2 separate regions of the Mus musculus genome follow, and region 2 is linked to region 1. A link is a contact called in public Hi-C data. All regions are on one chromosome and are shown on one strand. The core of a region is the stretch at or near the end of the contact, and the rest is flanking DNA. Distances in the headings are between cores, read along the strand shown. Region 1 has its middle 4.3 kb from the start of Gm46770. Region 2 holds the start of Acss1 (acyl-CoA synthetase short-chain family member 1).

Region 1 (5,806 bases), core at 3,228-5,727:
CAGGAAAGGGGCACTGTCCGTTTCTTGTCAACTGTCCTATCCAGCCACCTGTTAATCTCACTTCCCATAATATTTCTTTGTAGCTGTGCACACTCCTCCCTTTCAAATAAATTTCCTTTCTGTTCATCTGACCTCTGATATATTTGCTGTTATGGTTTGAACATGAAATATCCCCTGGCGGCTTCTATGTCGAAAGTTTGATCTCTGGTTGGTTGGTGAAACTATTTGGGGGAATTATAGAAACTTTGAAAGGTGAGCGCTCTGGCTGGAGGCAGTAGGATAAAGGGGCATGTTTGGAAGGCTAAATCTAGCCTCCATTCCCTTCTTCCCATCAAAATTAACTTTGTCCCTTAAGTTGTGCTGTCAAAATATTCTATCATGGTAGCAAAATAGTGCAGCTCTCATGTCTCTGGCTTCTCTCTCTTGCACTGGTATCCCCTCCTATTGCAGTACCATAGCCTCTCCCAATGAAATTCTATGTCTTTGAGTCCTGAGACATCCCTATTTGATTCTATTCTGACTTCAAAGGGAAGGCTGTCCAAGCTGAAGTTTTTGCTATAGCCTTACAATCCCAATGTTCCTTTTTGCCTCTCTAAGAAATTGAGACTTGGATTCCACTTGGCTCCTAAGCTATCATCCAGAGCCTGGCTTCCTTCAGCAATAACACCTACCTACAAAACACATTTCAATCACTTGCCCCTCATACCTATGAGTAACATTCCCTACAGCAGCGGCTCTCAACCTTCCTAATGCTGTAACCCTTTAATACAATTCCCCATGTTGTGGTGACCCCCAGACACATAATTATTTTTGTTGCTAATTCATAGCTGTGATTTTGTTACTTTTGTGAATCATAATGTAAATATCTGATATGCAGAATATCTGATATGAACTCTTTGTACAAGAGTCCTTCGACCCCCCCTCCCCCCGGGGTTGTGACTCACAAATTGAAAACCACTGCTCTAGTGCCTTTTACTCAAGGACACTTGTCAATTTGTCAAAATTCATCTCTCCTGGAACTCGTGTCAGACTTCAGGAATGAGAATCTCTATCTTAATATGGTTTCTTGGGGATGAACATGGCATTCAAATATGAGAGGTACCACTACAGAGCAAGCAGCGGTGGCCTAGGACTGCCCTATACCATTGCTCTCCCATGGCTTCCCATACAAGGACACTCGTCCCAGTAGAAAGTCTTCTGGGACCCCAATGCTGTGAAAGAGAGTCAAGCCTGAGTACAAACACTCATAAATGCATTTTTCTGTGCTGGCAAACTCCCCTCATTAAGTAGCCAGCTCTTTTACAATCAAAATTCTCAGTTTCTTTTTATAGAGATGGCCACTGTGTCACGGGTATTTAGAACACTTGAGTTATTCTCTGAAACATTCTTTTCACCTTGTAAGAAAGCATTAAAAATGCATGGCCCAGCTCCCACCCATTTCAAGGTCCTTATGGCTAGATTCTACAATTTGCGCTGCTCAGACTCTTGGTGCTGTTCATTCAGTTGAGGAGGAGACATTCAGGGTCTGGCAGCCCAGATATGCTTCACTATGTGAGATATCAAGTCCCTGTCTCTGATCCTCTTTCTATTCACTCTGCCAACTGGCCTATGTGCTTTCATCTCCCTCTTACAGAGCTGGCCTATGCAAAGGGATTCATTCCTGAATGGAGAAGTTTTAGAGGAAAAGATCACTAATACAAACTAATACAACCTCCTGTTGTCCCACCACCTTCAACCAGGGTGCAGCATTGCTGGAAGGAAAGCTTATAGGGTGGGGGACAGCCTGACCATGCCAGCCCAATTCTGAGTCCAGTTTGGCCATTAATTTCTGACCTTGAGTTATCTCAGCTGTAAAATGGAGAGATTTTCCTAAGAAGTAGTTCAAACATGAGCATATATCAGCCTCCACCCCTCCAAGAGGAGTGTTGAGTCCCTCATGGCCAGATCACCCTGCCATGACTAGCAACAAAGACAAGAAAATATGTCAGTGTCCTATAGAAATATCTGTCTCCAAAAGCCTGCAATGTCCTATTCCACCAAGCATAGGGCTTTTCTAAAGAAGGGTTTTTACCAGCAGTCCCTGCATGATCCCTGAAACATGGTAGAAAGGCAAACCTTTAGCTCAACTCTAACCACCCTGATCTGAAGCCGAGAGTGCAGAGCCAAACTCTAGAAGGCCGACACCGCAAGCATGGCTCCCTCCAGCAAGCCCATGGCTTAAAAGGACATTTCATCTCACCAAAACAACCAGGTCTCTCTGCCACAAGCAATGTGGGCGCCGACCCCACTCTGTCTTTTGCAGAGCCTAAAACATGTTAACTAAGCACAGAGAATAATTTTCTCAGGTAAAGGCCTCCAGTGGCCACTGGTTTCTGCAATACCATTTCAGGGGTTCAGAATTCAGACTCTGTGGAGTGTTGAAACTGCATTGTATGAACAGGAAGGGAAGCTGAGAGATGGGAGCACAGTGTATTCTGAGAAGCTGTGAACAATGGGTTATCACCTCCTTGGTGTATCAAGCCACTGCTATCAGATAGTCATTAGAAAGTATTGCATGGAGAAAGATAGCTTATCATGTTGCTGTATTTATCAAAAGAAGTAAAAAGGCTTCACACATGGATAATAGTCTCAACAAGTGATATTCAGATCCACAGAAGCAAGTTCATATATACTCGCAGGAACTTCAAGGGTCCAAGCTAAACTAAAGGAGCAACTGGATGACCCATGCCCTGTTAGCAACCCAGTTACTATTTTCACTGCTTAACCTTCAAGACTGACCTAGTCACTCTAAGCTTCAGAGTCCTATATATCTAGACTAGCATGGGGACAGACATCCCGCTGTCCTCTTATTTAACACCAGAGTGATATTTGTCACATTGTAGTCTTCCATTTATTGAACAGAAAAAAATGGCTTTGTGTAACAATATTATTCACCCCAAAAGTGATTAAAAGAACTTATTGGAAATATGTGATAATTTTGAGTATACTGCCTGACAAACAGCCGATACTTAGTGTTTTCTACTACTACTGCTCTAGATTTTTATATGTGAGAGTCTCATGTTCTATTCCACTTTTATCTTTATCTACAGCGACAGGGTGGAGGTATCAGTGAGTTATATGCTAAGTTTGTATCTAAACAATATAAACTTCAAGATCTCATGTCTATGCAGACTTATGCGTTCATGCAAAGCAACAAAAAAAAAATGCTGTCTGATGGGCAGTGATTTGATGAAGGAGGCAGGGGACATAGAAGGTGTTTCACTTTCCTGTTGGCCCTAGTGAGGTTAGCACACACATTAGCTCTCAGGTAAGATTCTCATACCTATTTGTTCCACTCTCTACATGCCACCAAAAGGTGCTTGAGGCCTGACCACAGATGGAACAGCTCTAGAGTTACTGGCTACCTTCTAGGGCACAAGGCTTCCAAAGAACACAATGATAATGGAATTTTCCCTGAAAAGTAGAAAATCTGATTGAAATTCTTAGGCAAGCTACCAAAGAGCCTTGCAGTCACCTTCTTTTTCTTGGCTATACTTTTGACAGATAGATAGCAGCATATGTCTACTCTGACTCTAGGGTACATGACTCTAGGGTATTTGTTATGTCATTGAAGTCCATGATGTCTCCCCTTGATGAAGAATCCACCTTATGGACATTAGGACATTAACCAAGCAGACCCTCCTAGGGTAGAATAATTATTCTTTTCTTCTCAATGTGAGGGCTCCATGAGGAGATTAACATTTGAAGAACAAGAAAGCATTGCCACATAGTGCTCTTGCCAGGACCTTGACTTTGAACATTCTGATTTCTAGAACCATGAGAAGAAAAGATGTGTCCATTTAAGTGACGATGCCAGGAGTTAGTTCTGATAAATGGGAGAGCTGCTGAAATACCTCTAAATATGGAAATGTCTTTGGAACTGGGGGTAATGAGACATTGGAAGAGCTTTGGGTGCATGGTAGAAGAAGACAAAGTTTAGGATAGTGAAGTGAGGTTTCAAATCAGTTCTAGTGAGATCTCTTTAAACAATGAGAGAGCTACAGAGAACTGCTTCATCTTCTCAGACATCATGTATGTAACTGTGAGCAGAATGTTGGTGGAAAGACAGATGGAGCTGGAATGATGGTAGGACATGCTCCCAATTCTCCTGCCTCTGCATTTGGGAACCCAAACCAGTCACAAGGTTAGTGACTACAAAGACCATAGAATGAGATTCTATCTAAAAATGAACAAAAAAGGAAAATAGCAAGCAAGCAAGCAAGCAAGCAAGCAAGCAAGCAAGCAAGCAAGCAAGCAAAGGACAGATGATCAAGGTCATTCTGGTGAGATCTCCAATGAAAATGAGGAATGTGTTTTGGAAACTGGAGGAAAGGCATGGTTTGTATGAAGTGGGAATGAATGTGGCTGGGTCATGCTTGTGGTCTTGTGTTCTATTGAAGGTGGGGCTTGAAAAGGCTAGTGATGAAATTTCTAAGCAGTGTTGACAGAGTGTCTTAGTTCCTCTTGGCTGCTTATAGCAAAAGCCAGAGGAAGAAGTGACTCCAGGACACACTTATTAAGCAAAGAGGCAACCAGACATTCAATCTTTGAAAAGTCTCAAGCTATTTATGTGGCCAAAAAAGAGAAATGCTGCTGGAAGAGAACACACAGAGAGTGGCCAACTGACCCTTTGATAAGGTTAGTGTGGGTGTGAACCACGGACATAATCAGCTACCCCAGCAGGAAAAACTGCCAGTTTGGACAAGAATATGAAGGAATGAAGCAAAGTTATCTGATGTCTAGGATTTTATAGGACAAGTTCATGGAGCTATTGGCCCTGAAAGTGTCCTATTCTTCAAAACAAGGAAAGACTGACCTCACAGGAAATCCAGAGATCATCAGGGTCACCTCCTTGGCTTTAAAAAAGGGAGGCGACTGGTTCACATTCAGCAGGCCAGATGACCTTTTCCCAAGTCCTTGGCTTTCCACTTCTCCTCAGCAGAGGTGACCACAGCTCCGGTGGGTCTGTAAGCCACAGAAGATTATTCTCCAGGCTTAAATATGCAGGAGGCGTGTTGCCAATATGCTTGGCAGGTGTCACTCTTTGTCTCCATTCACCATTCCTGTCTTCTCTCCACCTTCTCTTCTAAGTGAGAATATACCCTGTGCCCACCACATTACCTTAATCTGAAAACATCCACATTGTCTGGTTTGATACATTCACCTATGAGGAAGAATTCTATCTCCAGACAAATCAAAACCTTGAGATTCACTCATATCCTATTTAGATGATATTTAAATTAAAACTTTGAATTTTATACTTTAGAGTCTAGAATGAGCTAAGATTTTTGTGAGCTCTTGGAATAAAATGGGTAATTTTTGTGCAAGAAGAATATGATTATGGGGTGGAGTACAGGATTGGAATGTTGTAGACTGGATAGGTCTGTCAGGATTTTTATTTTAAACATTAACCCTGCTGTGATAGTATTAGCAGGTAAGGTTAGGTCATGAAGGAGTCCCTGATGAAAGGAATTAGTGCCACTGCATTCTAGAGAGCTCTTCACCCTTCTGCCACTTGAAGACATAGAAGGAAATAAATACATATCACTAGGGAATATATATTACTAGAGAATCAGCCAATATTGTGAACTTCATCTTTCAGTGCCCTGGGCTGTAAGAAGTACATATTTCTTAAGCCACCCAGTATATAGCCATTTGCTGTAGCAGTCTGAAATAAGAAAACATGTCAATGAGGTTTGTTGTTGTTGTTGTTTTGTTCTTTTTGTGTGTGTGTGTGGTTTTTTTGTGTTTTTTGTTTGTTTGTTTG
Region 2 (6,304 bases), core at 2,789-5,288, 2.1 Mb after region 1:
AAGTTGTTTGACTCTTCTGGCTCCTCCTCATTCTCTGGCTTGTTCTGTCTTCACCTATGTCTAGCTTGTTATCTCTCTGCAACCTGTCCCTGTACAAGTGTCCTGGTAAAACTGCCTCCCTCCCTCTCCACCCTCTCTCTCTCTGCACTGCTCTCTTAAGTAGCTTCCCCTTCTTCTCTCTTCTCATGAGAATTGGACAGATCCTATCATGTCAAATTTTTCTCCAGTTGGTCACTTTGTCTGCCACTCAATTAAATGTCACTTTCAAACATAGGTGCTTCCTTCTACAAACTAACTTTACCTTCATTGTTTGGGATTAAGAGTGTATATTCCAGCCAGAGGGATTAAAGGTGTGTGCTAAAGGCTAGGCCACACCCGGACTAGAAACAGGTATTTTTCAGTAAATAACACAATCTCAGGGTTCACAGTGTGATCAAATATCCTGCAACAGGGTCTGTTTCAGATGGGCACAATACTCAGCAGCCTCCTGAAGGACAAACCAAGGTCACTGCTTCCCCAAATGCTTCATTAATAATTAACAGCGATGAGTGGTTAGGGCTGCACTGTGCTAAGAACAGTGTCAAGAGCTTTAATCTCACCTAATCCTAGCAAGAGCCCCGGCTGCGTGTGCTGAGAACATCATCTGATGGGGCAACAACGGCAACCAAGTACCCTCCCCACCCCAGACAGCCTGCTCAGCAGGAGCCTTCATTCCTACCTGAGTCTCTTGACCCTCAGGACACAGAACCTTCCATGAACCTAGCCATTATACCATGAGATGCTTTGTGTGGTTTGCAGGACATGTTTCAGTTGAGCCCAGCCTGAAATTTCACTTATCACAACTGTACAATCCATTCTCAGGAACCTTGATGAAATAACAGAGGATGGCTATTTTTACAAACAGTTATTTAGCTCATGCATCTAGAAGTTCAAAGGCTTGTGTCTGGTAATGCTGTCTTTGATGAGTGTGCCCTAAAATGAGGCAGAGCATCACGTGGAATGAGACATCCATTATCTCTTCTGGCCACTCCCTCTTATAAAACACCAAGATCAGAACCTTTTATCTCAGCCCGGATAACCTCTCCCAATCCTAGCTACCTCCCTCATAATAGCTGACAAGGGGACTTTACTGAGGAGCTTAGGGGATGAACCATATTCTAAGCATAGCACCCACCACTCAGGCCTCAAACCAGGAGGTGAGATATCAGGGAAGGGGAGAGAGTAGACCCCCGTGGGCCCTGAGAGTCCTGACCTAAGACCTCAGGATAATAAAAGGGTCATTATCCAGCAGTACAGCTAAATTAGAGTATGGAACAATGGTAACTACAATAATATTCCAGGACACACTGCTCTCTTTAGGTCAAATATAAGGAAACATGTGAAATGCAATGAAGTAAGAATTAAGACCTCAGTGTAGCCCAAAAGACCCAGCTGAAACCACCAAACTGTGCTGTGTGTGCTGTGCCAAGCACCTGCAGGGCCTGTCAATCACAGCTGGAAGACACCCAGCCACGGGGTTTCTAAACCTAAGAGTCTAGAGTGGGCCCCCGAATTTGCATCTCTAAAAGCTTCCTGGTCCAGCAGCATTGGTCTGGACCTTTGAAAAGCATTAGCCTGAAGATCACTGGAAGGATAATAGTGCCACTCAAATTTTTGGAACAAGTTGTCATTATCACACATAAACAGATCAGGCCTAAACAGCCCAATGACTTAACAACTCTCTAAGTGGCTCCCAGAGCAGCTGCAGTCGGTCTGTTCCCTGTTCACACTGTAACCCCTGGAGGTTGCAGAAACGGGCAAAGGGCAAAGATGCTGCTGACAGATAGGAAGCCAGACATTTGGAGAAGCTGCTTTCTTGCATGTCAGTTTGGCGAAGTTCAAACTCTGTCTGGCTCACACAGCTCTAATAGTAGAAGAATAGAGGCCAGAGAATTCCTAGAAGACCACACCCAAGCCTCACCATAAGGCTGATACCACTTCTTATCAGCTACAAGCTTGGTCGTCCCAGCGGCCTTGACCTCTTAAGGGAGGAGAGGTTTCCAAAGAAGCCGCACACTTTCTGCCCCCTTCCTTCTGCAAACTGCTATACTCACTTGAAGGACACTTTCTGCAAACGCAAGAACTTCTTAACCCAAGTTGAAGAATTTGCTGACTCAAGTCTAAAGGCAACACTTATCTAGTAAAAGACTCATTTAGATTAAACTTGTCAAGTGATATAATATACGGGGGAAAAATGACTTGTCCAAAGTTTCTTTAAAGTTTTGTGCTTTAAAAAAAGAACAGGGGGCTGGCAAGATGGCTCAGTGGTTAAGAGCGCTGACTGCTCTTTCGAAGTTCCCGAGTTCAAATCCCAGCAACCACATGGTGGCTCACAACCATCCGTAATGAAATCTGATGCCCTCTTCTGGAGTATCTGAAGACAGCTACAGTGTACTTACATATAATAAATAAATAAATAAATAAATAAATAAATAAATAAATAAATAAAAACAGACCCTATAATTTCTGAATATATTAAATCAGAACTGCTACAGCTTATTGATCACCAGTAAGCCTGGACAGGTTACTGTATCCCCACCCCCAGCACTGCGGTACAGACAGCATAAGAGGTGAGTATTGCTTTCTCATTTTACAAATGGGGCGATTGAGACGCACCAAAGCTGAAGAGGTAGTGAAACTGCAGACACCAGATTCCACCTCTAACTTTGGTCCTTAAACAAAGCATCACCTGCCACCTCGTCTTAAAGACCTTCAGTTCGTCCCTTACGCATCTCTGACCCATCCAACCCTCGCTCCCATCCCACAGGAATGCAAAAGTTCCCAACCCTCTGCTGTGCACCAGAGACACAGCCTGTCTGTCCAGCCCCTCTCAGTCCAACCCCTCCTTCAGTTCTCGGCTCCTCCGTGTGTTTCCCTGCCTCCACCCTCAGCAGAATCCGGGCTCATCAGAAAACTGACAGCTAGAGTGACTGATGTGTCTCGTTTAGAGATCAAGGGGGAGGCTGGTACATAGTCCAAGCTGGCTTTGAGTTCAGCTCCTCTTGACTCAGACTCCGGAGAGCTGAAGTTACACCTGCCTTTGACACTGTAGACGTTTGTTTTTGGGGTGCAGTTCTTAGACCGAGAACTTCCTGCCCACATACCCCAACCGGAGGAGATAAGCAGTTCCCTCCCAGGGGCTGACACTTTCTTCTTCCTGCACCCACCAAGCTCTGTTTACACTGCAAGGTTTGTCCTCAGGGGAGCCTCGAGCCCTAGCACCTGCAGTTGCCGATAGCAACCTATGTACTTTGCGTTTACCCTGCTGATCTGGGGGCCCTGAGTCAGAAAAGCCTGGACTCTTGGAGCATGGGCTCTCTCCATCTAGGCCTATCTGGGGTCCTAAGCTTTGTGTCTGAAGACAAAGCCCCCTAGAATCTGTGTTAGGGTAGAACACTCTGAGGTTAAACCGGGTATCCCCAGTTTCCCGCTAGAGACAGCGCTGCAGACTTGGGAGGGTAACTGCTGCTTCGCCAGCTGCAGTCTCTAGATCCGGTGGAATACAGAACAAAGTGACGTGACCCAAGGATTAGGGTGGGTGGTGAAGCATTCTGGAGAAAAGAGCCAAGGCCTGGGGGCAGCTGCTACTGACTGGAGCCTCCCGAGTCTCGGCGAAAATGAGCTGGACCCAGCAAGGCACTCACCAGACACATTCAACTGGCCTCCCAGGAACCAGCCGATCTTGCCCGTCCTGAAGTCACAGTCCCAGACAGTATGGTAAGGAGTGTCCCAAACTAGTGTGTCACGGGCCAGCGGCCCCCAGAAGGCGGCCGGCTCCTGGGCTGCCTGAGCGCTCAACGCGGGGTACGAGCCTGGTTGCGCTGCTGCAGGAACGCAGCCCGGGAGTCGGGTGGCGGTCGAGCGGGACACGCTCAGTGACCACCCCGATTGTCCAGAGCGCCCTTGCAGGCCACGCAGCAGTCGCCCCACACCGCTGCCGAGGCTGCGCGCCGCCATCTCGCCCGACGCCCCACGCGGGTGCGGTAGCCTGAGCGCCCCTAAGAGTCTCCACGGCCCCGCCCCGGCTCCGCCCCCGCGGCCACCACCCACTACTTCTCTCCCGGAGAAGCAGCTTCCTTGAGCCTGCCCCTTCCCACCTCTTCCCTCCTGGACAGGGACTCCGGGAGGTGGGTAGAACTAGGTTTTGTTGTGCGCCCAGTCCGGGGCTAGCCCGCGCTCTCGGCTTCAGTTTCCTGGGTTTCTGCGATCTCTTTTTACAGACCAAATAACTTTCTGGCTGGCGACAGAAGCTGCAAGTACACGGTTGGCCCAGCCTCCGGACCTGGGACACAGGCAGCGCTCTGAGATAAGATTGGGAACGCGTCTAAGTGGTCATAAGAGCGAAGCAGCTCACAGATGGTGTGGATGAACCGTCAGTTGGTTCAGCATACCATAGATTGAAGTCAAAGCTTTCCTCCTTAGGAGACCTTCTGAGAGTAAAGCCCTCTCCCAATGGTGTGGGCCTGTACAACCATGCCACACACACATAAATCACCCGCAGCGGGCTAAAGGGCTGATGAGCAACCCTGGGGGCCTTCAAACAGGAAAGGAGGTGCTATGAAGGCCTGAGTCCAGTAACAATATTTTGGTTACCAGCTGCTGACCTCTGCCAGGGCAGGTACCACTTCCTTGGGACCCTTTGCTGATTCCAGGTGGTGGGAAGCTATGGGAAAGAATAAATCAATGTCCATATCACATTGGGCCTCGTTGACCATCAGCTCCGTCATGAAGTTCAAGTTTTTGTTACTGAATAATCAAGAGTAAAAAGAAATGTGTCTCTACCAAATACTTAAGAAGTGAATAAATAATAAAAAAAATAAACACTAGAGGTCGGAGACTTTGGAAAACTGGTTTGTGGAGTTCTTCGGGCTGGCAAAGACTTTTTCCTGTTGGCAATGACAGCTGTAGATAGGTAGTTTCCTTGGAGGGGATACTGTGGGCAAGCTGCTGAGGAGGAAGGCGGTGCCAACAACTAGCACAGGCATATGTCCTGCCCTCAGCCAAGCACTTGTCCTTAATTCAAAAGTTAGGCAAGTGGGCACAGTGGTGCACATCTGGGGTCCCAGCTATTCACGAGTCCAAGGCAAAAAGATCACACCCTGGAGACCATGAGTTTGAGAGTAGCCTGAACAACATTGCTAGTCTCCACCTTAAGAAACCAAATCAAACCAAAAGCTAGGCTAGGGCCAGAAACAAAACAATGGAACACAGAAGGTTACATAGTGCTCGAATAAATAAGGAAGCACTCAAGCTAATAAAAAGAGACTTATAAAAGAGCACATTTTAGTTGAACACATAAAGCTATAGGTAAGAGAAAGGGCAGACTCTGCCAGGTGGTCTGAGAGATACCCACCAACACTTCCTCCTCCAGTGTGTACTCGGCATTTCCTGCTCCACCAAGACCAGGAGACTGAGCTGGAGGTGTGGAAGCTGAGTTGGGGGTGTGGCTCAGAGACAAAACACCTGCCTAGCATGCACAGGCCCTGAGTTCTACTGTCAGCATGCATAACCCTCTAAAAGGATGAAGATCCAGGCTAGCTGACCTCCTAGCTTTACTCCAGAGGACATGGCAGAAGTGATACTTTGACAGGCTGGCTAGATGCCAAGGCTGTGTTGAGGAAACCCTGTGTGCTGCTTCTTTTTTTTTTGGTTGGTTGGTTCCCAGCTGCCATGGTGTGAGGGAGTTGGTCCTGCCTTCTGGGGGCAAAGAACCCACAGAGAGACTGAGTTGCACCAGCCCACAACCAGGAACAGCTCTGGACAGATGTGCATCCACCTTGGCTGCTCTATACCAGGTATGGAGCCTCACCCTCAGCACAAAAGGCCTTTCTAGTGATTTGCGAGGTTGGAAGAAGTCTCAGATAATCTTAACTTTATTACTCAGCTGTAGCTAGCTGGCACAAAAACTACTCCTAAAATGTGAGGCCTTCCCTTTGCCAGTTCCTACACCTCATCCCCTGCACGCGTTGTCTTCTCTCTCCTTGTCTTCAAAGTGCTGGAGTTCTCAATCCTCCACTTTCCCCTCCAGGTCCCCTTGTCTTTCAAGCTGGAACCTGGAACCAGAACGTTTCCTCCAGTTTCAGCCCATATTCAAATGTTAGGTTTTGCTTTTGTTTTTTTGAGACAGTGCCAGCCTCAGACTTGAATGACCTTGAACTTTTAATCCTCCGCCCTACCTGCACTTCTTGTGTATCACGCAGATGTGTCACCATACTTTCTATATGGGATGTTGGGAACCAAACCTAGGGCTTCAAGCATTCTAGCC

Evidence for each region. Hi-C and Micro-C count contacts between places; a contact is called where the count stands out from the background.
Region 2: a contact with region 1 is called in a Hi-C map of pre-B cells, with 4 times the contacts expected there. The contact joins the promoter of Acss1 here to the enhancer-like site in region 1. A contact is called at or near these places in 4 of 39 promoter capture datasets (the C10 cell line, liver and pre-B cells) and 1 of 484 Hi-C or Micro-C datasets (pre-B cells).

Annotation. Positions count from the first base shown.
Region 1 is chr2:148,563,559-148,569,364 of GRCm38.p6, forward strand. No RefSeq gene overlaps it. Among named protein-coding and RNA genes, the nearest start is that of Gm46770, 4.3 kb to the left of the region's middle. Within about 2 kb of position 4,478, at least 65 of the 459 cell types and tissues checked have an H3K27ac peak or open chromatin away from gene starts, as enhancers often do. A contact at or near this core is called in pre-B cells, where this site is marked.
Region 2 is chr2:150,664,202-150,670,505 of GRCm38.p6, forward strand. Acss1 (acyl-CoA synthetase short-chain family member 1) reads right to left here and starts at 4,039. Exons shown (of 14, transcript NM_080575.2): 1 at 3,684-4,039. The coding sequence starts at 3,996. E130215H24Rik (RIKEN cDNA E130215H24 gene) reads left to right here and starts at 3,293. Exons shown (of 2, transcript NR_040331.1): 1 at 3,293-3,756; 2 at 4,260-4,731.